2 separate regions of the Mus musculus genome follow, and region 1 is linked to region 2. The links are chromatin contacts, called in public HiChIP or PLAC-seq maps. All regions are on one chromosome and are shown on one strand. The core of a region is the stretch at or near the end of the contact, and the rest is flanking DNA. Distances in the headings are between cores, read along the strand shown.

Region 1 (4,431 bases), core at 780-3,279, 180 kb after region 2:
AGGCTCCAGGCAGAGTGCCCCAGTGCTGGGGATTTGAATTCTGATCGTTGAATCGCTAATGTGACAGGCTATCTCCCAGCCCCTGGTGTTTCGTTCAATGAATCTGCAAGTGGCGTGTTTAATATGTAAGGAATGGGAACCAGGAGGAATGGGATCCAGGAGAAAAGGAAAGTGTTTGCCTCCTCTGTCTACCTTCTCTGTTCCCAGGGAGGCTTTTGACAATGGCAGGTTACCCACATCTCTGTGGACTGGAGTCCAGGGATGTTCTCAGGACCTTGGAGAGGGCCAGAGAGGCTGTCTTTTTCTGTAGGACGTTCTCCACTGTTCCTGGTGGCCAGCCTGCTTTGGTGAATCACAGGTGAATGGAGACCTTTACCTCACAGGTGGGGAAAGCAAGAGGCTGTATTATTGCACCAGCATCTGGCGTCTGTGGGACTCCTGCAGAGGACTCTGTCCTTTGTCAACCGTGGTGGGGAGACTGGACGCTGCAGTCAGAGACTGAGAAGTTCCCGTCCCACTCAGAGACCTTGACTCAGGTAAAGCTAGACCCCTAACTACACCACGGGGCGGGGGGAAATCAGTGAGTTTATTACACAGAGAATAACTGTCAATGTTTCTGATTTGAACATGGGCATTTAGAGAGAATTTTATACACAATTCTGTGGCTTTTCAGGCACCATTGTTCAGAAGGTATAATTTACAGCAAGGTTTAAAGGATGAAGTGAAACTTAAAAATTAGGTAAAAATATAGTGATTGAATTTCCTTGTTTTTTTAAAAAATTTTTTTTAGATTTATTTTATTATTTTATGTGTCTGAGTGTTTTGCCTGCATATATGTATGTGTGCTATATGCATACAGTACTCATAGAGATCAGAGGAGGGTGTCTGATCCGTTGGAGCTAGAGTTACAGTTGTCTGTGAGCTGCCATGTGGGTGCTGGGAACGGAACTCGGGTTCTCTGCAAGAGCAGCTGTTGCTTTTTAGGACTGACCCATCTCTCAAGCTCTTCACTTGTTTCTCTAAAGGGATTTTCTTTTTATAAGTAAAGTTCTAAGATGATATTACAACTTACATTGTTTGGGTTTAGGGATGAGAGTGGACTAGTAACTGTGTGAACCCCAAGGCCATGTACTTCCTAACCCTTAGTAAGGACAGTTTCAACTGTGTATGTGTGTGTGTGTGTGTGTGTGTGTTGCTTGCAGATGCTGTTGGAGTCCAGAAGAGGGCGTCAGATTCCCTGGAGCTGGATTTACAGGCAGCTGTGAGCTGCTTAAGTGGATCTTAAGAACAGAACTTGGGTTCCCTGCGAGTTTAGAACATGCTCTTAACTGATGGGCTATCTCTTCAGGCCCATGTGTTTCTTTTCTCAGCCTCGACTGAGATATCGTTAGGAAAACATGCACTATCTCTGCAGGCAGCGTTGGCTGGGTCAGTTGCATTGATGTTTCTGATGCCCAGTCATCAGGAGACATGGGCTAGATCCTAGAGGACAGGCTTCTCCATTTCACTGTCAGCTTTAACTTTCTAGTCCCTGTATCCTGTCTTGCTCGAACCCCAGGCATAACGTTGCTCCCTCCAGGACTCTGGAGGTGTCTTCTCAGTTGAACAAGGATGTGAGCCCATGAATAAAGGTCAGGGTGACTCAGTATCTCTTGCTGTACCATTTATGAAATATTTTGGCTGAAAATAAGGGCTGGGGCTGGTTCAGGTATGTAAGTTAGAGACAGCCTCAAAGTCCTTTGTGTTGACTGAGTCTCTTTTATAACCCTAGAGGCTCTCTGGGTCCTCTCCATCACCAACTCCATCACCTTTACTCCAGAAAGGAGGACTGACACACAGGCTTGAGGCTGAGATACTTCAGCAAGCTGAGAAACCCCAGGGTCAAATTGCAGTCCGGTTCTTAGCATCTCAGCACTATTGTCACATGCAGCTCTTCAGCTTGACATCACAAGCTGGAGGGGAGGAGAGCTGGGAGCTCATTACCATGGGTGTCTTGGAAAGTTTGGGGGCGAGTTCTGCATTAATTAAGCCTCATTTGAATAATGAGCACATGCTATTTATTTTCTTGGAGAGCTGCTCTGAGGGAAGCAGAGAGGCTTCTCCTACAGGAAGCCTGGTGGCCCGTGGGCCTGCCGCCCATCACTTGGGGGAGGAAGGGGGAGGCAAGGGTGCTATTTTAAACTCTCTGTTATTGCAGGGAACACCCATAACTGGAACATTGTGGGGCGGTTGTCAGCTGTTTCTGTGAGAAAAGGCCTGGGGTCAGCCAACATCTTCTCTAGTCCTCTCAATGCTGCTCTTTGCTGTGCATATGAGATGGTCTAAAATCTGCCCATCTCATCTTCCCAAATCATGTGTTCTTCTTGGTCTGTTATGGGGCCAAGCAGAATGGTGAACTTGTGATCATGAGGTCACTATAGTGGTCACGAGAGGACTCCACAGGAAGAGAGGTATTCTGATACCAAACATCTAGATCTGCCTGATATCCTTCTGGGTGCTTAAGAAGCATGCACATCGGCTGGGCAGTGGTGGCACATGCCTTTAGTCCCAGTACTTGGGAGGCAGAGGCAGGCAGATTTCTGAGTTCGAGGCCAGCCTGGTCTACAGAGTGAATCAGGACAGCCAGGGCTACACAGAGAAACCAGGTCTCGACAAAACCAAAAGAAGAAGGAGGAGGAGGAGGAGGAGGAGCAGCAGCAGCAGCAGCAGCAGCAGCAGCAGCAGCAGCAGCAGCAGCAGCAGCAGCAGCAGCAGCAGCAGCATGTGCATCTCTGAACTGAAAAGCAGTTATTCCCCAGTAATATGGGTATTTAAATCTGATCAGGGCTCATCTGATCCAGTCTAGAGAAAACAAGTGTCCCTTGTGCCTTTTCCCTGTGCAAGTGGCTTGTGCAGAGTGACTGCGTCTCTCACATAGTATGGGAAGAAACCAGCCAGATTCCCTCAACTCTGTAATTAAATCACAGACCTCCATGCCTTTGGCTGCACCCAGTAATCTTTCTTCATGAAACCACTTGCCCACTTGCCCATCAATCGAGGCCAGAGTTCTGAGTCATAAGCAAAAGTACAGAAGGCTCAGGCCTGACTCTATGAGTGTGCAGCTCAAGAGAGCCCACACATGTCAGCACTCATGAAGCCGGGCACTGGAGCTGCACACACTTAGCATCATGATGTTGCAGAGAACATGGAGGGCTGTGCAGACATGTCAGTTTCGCACTTCAGGGAGATACTTCAGCATTCAGGCCTTCATGTTCTTGGGGTTTTGGAGCCACCTATTACTAACTAATGTTCTTCACACAAACATCACGGGTCTTTAAGCAAGACTTTAAAACAATGTTGTAATTATCATATATGTGAAGAGACCCTGTGGTGGTTCGAATACGCTTGGCCCAGGAAGTGGCACTATTAGGAAGTGGTATGGCCTTGTTGGAGGAAATGTGTCACTGTGGGGTGAGTTTTTGAAACCCTCATTCTAGCCACATGGGAGAAAGACTGCTCCTGTCTTCCTTTAGATGAAGATAGCGAACTCTCTGCTCCTTCTCTAGCACCATATATGCCTGCATGCTGCCATGTTCCTACCTTGACGATGATGGTCTGAACCTTTGAACCTGTAAGTCAGCCCCAATTAAATGTTGTCCTATATGAGTTGCCTTGGTCATGGTGTCTGTTCACAGCAATGGAAACCTAACTGGATAAGACCCCAAACTGGATAGTTCACGGGATTACTCAAATGTCCTCAGTACCATCATGCCTCTATCTGCTGCAATGGCCCAACCCATCCTCTATCCAGTTCAGGGTGCTCCTCCAGTCTTGGTCCTCATAGGACCCTCCTGTACTAAGGCACTTTCTTTTAGAGTCTCCTAGTTTCTATAGCATCACCAGCTATGGCATCCTCTTCATTGATAGGGTGAAGTCTATTCTTAAGGATCGCCATCAAATCTCCCATAGGCTTTGTAGAAGCATCTCCAGGGTCAGAGCATAGATTCTGGGTCTTAGAGAGATGATTCAGCCACTAAAAACACTTGTTACTCTTGTAGAGGAACGGGGTTCTATTCCCAGCATCCACATAATGGCTCACGTTCAACTGTTAACCAGTTTCAGGAGATCACATGCCCTCTTTTGGCCTCTTCAGACACGAGGCATGCACATGGTGCACATAGTTACATGTAGCCAAGACATTCACACATTAAATAATATGAATAAATCTGATTTTAAAAAGGTGTGGGCTTTGGATCATGGGCACGGGTGATGCTGAGTGTGGACCCCAACAGCTCTCTTTAAGGGGAGGAAAGACACCAGGTATTTGGGACAGGGTGGCTGCAGGTGAGGGAGCAGTGCACGGTTTTGTCACCTCATGCATCTGATGGTGCCCAGGTAAACATGGGCAGAGGTCTCAGCACTGAGCTTGGGCACAGTCAGCACTGGGGGACG
Region 2 (4,419 bases), core at 1,683-4,182:
TTCTAGGATGGGGCTGGTCATGCGATCACTGTGGAGGGTCTGTCAGAAGCCCATGTGCTCAATTCTAGTTAAGGTTGTGAGGACAGGTTTTATCTAGTAATTACCAACAGTAAAGAGCTGACCTCTGTTTCCATGAGAGTGGAGCAGGCAGTTTCAGAGGGAAGAACAGGGTAGAGAAGCCATCTAAAAGACAGTGACGGAGTATTCGGGGTCACCAGTGTGGATGTGACACCTGCTTCATCTTCTTTGCTGGCTGTGACTGTTAGAGTTCCACCCTCCCCGGAACCTGGGGGACAGAGACTTGTCTTTCCTGAGAATTCTATTTCAAAGAAATGGCTCTTGGGTCCCTGAGAGTGACACTTGTGAGCTTTAAGAGATGGGTGTTTATGGTTCAGTGAATGTTTTAGAAGATGGAATTAGGGTACCGTGCACCAGATATGCACTGGCAGCAGCAAACCTTCATTAGATATGCTCTCAGGCACCTGGAGACCCTTCTGGGGACAGCTCTCTCTGTTGCTATGGGTCACTCTGGAGGTCTGTCATTTCTCAGTGCAAGGATGGTGGGGTTGCTCAGTACTGAGAGTTCTGCAGGCAGGCCCTGAGCCCAGTGCAGCAAGACCCTCAAATGAGCTAGAGGTTTAGTGAGATGAGGATGTGGGGGTGGGGGGAGTTGGGTTGCAATAGAGTATATTTACAAAAGCTTTTTGACCTCTCTACTGAGTGATCAAATTGAAGCCAGAGTAGCAAAAGACTGTCTCTCTCTGTCTCTCTCTCTCTTTCTCTCTCTCTGTGTGAGTATGATTGCATGTGAGTGTGTATAGTGTGTGTTTGTGTTTGTGTGTGTGTGTATACACCACAGGCCAATAGGGTATCATCTAGAGCCCTGAAGGGTAAGCAAAATTTGAGAGTGAGCAACAGAGGTGAGTCCAGATGGAAGGAGGAGGAGCTTAAGCAAGAGACGGGGTTCACGGAGGTGTATGAGAGGGAAGGATCTGAGGCTGGGGAGACACTCCCTCGGTAAAGCAAATGCTGTTCTCTTCATGTCATTCCTAGTGCTTTGTCTTGTTGTGACCCAATCTCTCTAACCCCTTGCACTGGCTGGTTTTGTGTGTCTACTTGACACAAGTTAAGAGTCATTAGAGAGGAAGGAGTCTTCAATGAGGAAATGCCTCCACAAGATCCATCTGTAAGGCATTTTCTCAATTAGTGATCAATGAGGGAGGGCCCAGCCCATGGTGGGTGGTGCCATCCCTGGGCTGGTGGTCCTGGGTTCTATAAGCAAGCAGGCTGAGCAAGGCATGGGGAGCAAGCCAGTAAACAGCACCGCACAATGGCCTCTGCATCAATCAGCTCTAGTTTCCTGCCCTGACTTCCTTTCGTGATGAGCAGCAATGTGGAAGTGTAAGCTGAATAAACCCTTTCTTCCCTGACTTGCCTTTTGGTCATGGTGTTTCATTGCAGCAACAGAAACCCAAACGAAGCCACCCGTGCCCTCTCCTTCCCTACACCGAGCTTTTAAGAGTGGACATTGCCGGGTGCTGGTGGCGATGCCTTTAATCCTAACACTCCTGTGACAGAGGCAGGTGAATCTCTGAGTTTGAGGCTGGTCTACAGAGCAAGTTTCAGGACAGCCAGGGCTACAGAGAGAAACTCTACCTCATACAAACCAAACCAAACGAAATCCAAAAACAGAGTAGACGTTTGCAGCTCTGTTTGTGGCTTGACTTGTTGCAACCCTGCTCAGTGGACAAACAGCTCATGTGTGTCTTATTCTGGGCTTCCTGTTTAGGGAAGCCCTTTGGACATAGAGGTTTAAGAATAGAATGGAGGGTCTGGAGAGATGGCTCAGTGGTTAAGAGCACTGACTGCTCTCCCAGAGGTCCTGAGTTCAGTTCCCAGCAAGCACATGATGGTTCACAACTATCTGTAATGGGATCCAATGCAGTCTTCTGGTGTGTGTTTGAAGACAGCTATGGTGTACTCATATAAATAAAAATAAATTTAAAAAAAGAATGGAGCTTGGACCTTCCCCAGCACCCTAGCACTCTATCACCAGAGGCTTATTCCTGTCAGATCTGTGACTTTCCACTAAAATTTTCCTGGGTGGAGTCAGTCCTGTAGCCCATCGAGGACAGACCTTAATCTGGCTTACTCACAAACGCAGCATCCCTATGCAGACACAGAAGGCAGCTAGCTGGTTCAGTAACAGTGTGGTCCCTTGAGTATCTCAGTGCTTCTTGCAAGGTTCAACTCCCAGAGACAGCATGAGAGCTCTGAGAGCTGCTCTGTAGTGCATTTGGCTTTCCCAGTTTGTCTTGCATCGTGGAAACTGACCCTTCCCCCTTTCTCACCTAGACTGACTTCCATGTGGCAATCTTTGTGCTGATTAGTCTGTGCCCTATAGGCTAATTGCAATTTCTTGGTATTAAGGGAAATGGATGTGAGAGAGAGAGAGAGAGAGAGAGAGAGAGAGAGAGAGAGAGACACTCATTTTGTGGCTTGAAGGAGAAATGAGACATATTTCTAGCATTGCATACAGAAGAAACTCAATTTTGGTGCCTTCACATAGCAGAAGAACTGTTGAGAATTAATTTCATTTTGGAGCAGGGCTGGTTCACACCACAGCAATCTGTAAGATCGATAGAACATTCCATCACCAGAGCGAGTTCATAAAGCCCTAATAGGACCCCCTGACCACAAGAACCACAGACCAAGCCACAGGCAACCTTTATTTATTTGCCATCTGTATGTAAATTCTGCTGTTATGGAAATTTTGCGGCATCTAGATAAGACACAATGTACTGGAATAGTTGAGCTGAGATTAAAAAAAAAAAAGCCATGTCTATCTATAAATATGGGTGAGAAATTAGTGCGACATCAGCCTCAGGCTTGGGGCCAACCTGTGGCCAAGAGGACAGTCACTTGAATACACAGTACTGGATGGCTCATTTGAATAAGCAGTCCTGGGTGCCCGTTTGAGCATGCAGGACTCACTCAGATGCTAAGCGGGCTTGAAGAAAGTTTAGGTGGTTGAATTTCTTGCTTTGCAAGCAGGGGACTTGAGTTCCATCCCCAGAACCTATGCCAAAAAGCCAGGCATGTGGTGTGAGATTATAATCCCAGCACTGGGGAGGTGTGGCTGGGAGGCTCCGTGGGACTCACAGGTCAGCCATGGTCTCCTCTTTATTAGTCAGGGCTCTCTGAAGGGATGGAATGGCTAGGATGAACACATAGAATAGAAGGGTATTTATTAGACCGACTCACAGGATGCAGCCTGGGTTGTCTGACAATAGCTGTCTCCTGATGGAAGACAGAGAATCCATGGTTGATCAGACCCCGAGGCTGGATGTCTCTGCAGTCCTAGTCTGTTGCTGAAGTGAGTCCTGGAGGACTCCTGGAGAGTTGCTGGTCTTCAGCCCATGTTGGGATCTAGAAGACGCTGGATTTAATACCAGCTACAGTGACAGGACAGATGAACCAGCCAGTGAGAGTGAGCATTCAAAAAACAAAGTTTCCTTCCTGTGTGTCCTTTCATCTGAGTGGCCACCAGAAAGGTACAGCCCAGGTTTGGTGGGAGTCTTCCACTTCAAGAAATTTGATCAAGAAAATTCTAGGAATGCCCAGTAGTTTGGGTTGATTCCAAGGATTAACCATCATGTTTATTCTTCTGGTTCCAGGCTGGTGTGTGTGCATGTGTGTGTGAGTGTGTGTGTGACAGAGAGAGAGAGACAGAGACACACAGAGAGACACACAGAGACAGAGAGAGACAAGAAGAGACAGAGACACAGAGAGGCAGAGACAGAGAGACATGTACAAAGACAGAGAGACATATATGTACAGAGACAGAGAAACAGGGAGAAAAGAAAGAGAGAAACACAGAGACAGCCACACAGAGAGACCATGTGCTGTGCTTGTGTGTGTGTGTGTGCGCGCACACACACACACACACACACACACACACAAGATGGGCAGGGAGGCTGTAGTTCACCCTATCGTCAGTTCTCAGGGCCCAGTGTCAGTCTCCTCAGAGACTCCGCAGAACTGTGCACAGAGGTTGACCTCATTTCAAAAGGACACATATTTCTGGAGTTAATTACAGTCAGGAACAGAGCATCACCCTCCTCTGCTTTTGAGTTTAAAAGAAACTGTATTGATACAGGAGAGAAGGAAGCAGGGCGCAGGTGTGTGCGGCACTCGCTGGGTTACATAATTATCAGCCCGGGTGACTTGTTCTGTAACTGGTGGCTGCTGTGGTCTTGAAGGAGCCCACGGAGCAGTGGAACTCCAAGTAGAAAGTTTGACTGACTTTGCTGAAGCAGCTTCATGTTACTATGGTGACGGGACAGGCAGCCTGGTTGGGTGAGACCCAGCACAAACATAGACTCACCTCTGTGTTGTTCTCATGCTGTGTTTTGTTAG

The links. HiChIP or PLAC-seq counts read pairs in DNA pulled down with a chosen protein or histone mark.
Region 1: an H3K27ac HiChIP or PLAC-seq map of VIP interneurons shows a contact between it and region 2, with 2.0 times the contacts expected there. The contact joins two enhancer-like sites. A contact is called at or near these places in 10 of 484 Hi-C or Micro-C datasets (the HL-1 cell line, cerebral cortex, cortical glia and 3 more), 1 of 115 datasets of contacts at active chromatin or transcription factors (VIP interneurons) and 2 of 9 other capture datasets (liver and pancreatic islet).

Annotation. Positions count from the first base shown.
Region 1 is chr5:125,803,447-125,807,877 of GRCm38.p6, forward strand. No RefSeq gene overlaps it. Among named protein-coding and RNA genes, the nearest start is that of Gm51294, 24 kb to the left of the region's middle. Within about 2 kb of position 2,030, at least 19 of the 459 cell types and tissues checked have an H3K27ac peak or open chromatin away from gene starts, as enhancers often do. A contact at or near this core is called in VIP interneurons, where this site is marked.
Region 2 is chr5:125,623,414-125,627,832 of GRCm38.p6, forward strand. The region is part of intron 2 of Tmem132b (transmembrane protein 132B); the gene reads left to right. Among named protein-coding and RNA genes, the nearest start is that of Tmem132b, 93 kb to the left of the region's middle. Within about 2 kb of position 2,933, at least 9 of the 459 cell types and tissues checked have an H3K27ac peak or open chromatin away from gene starts, as enhancers often do. A contact at or near this core is called in VIP interneurons, where this site is marked.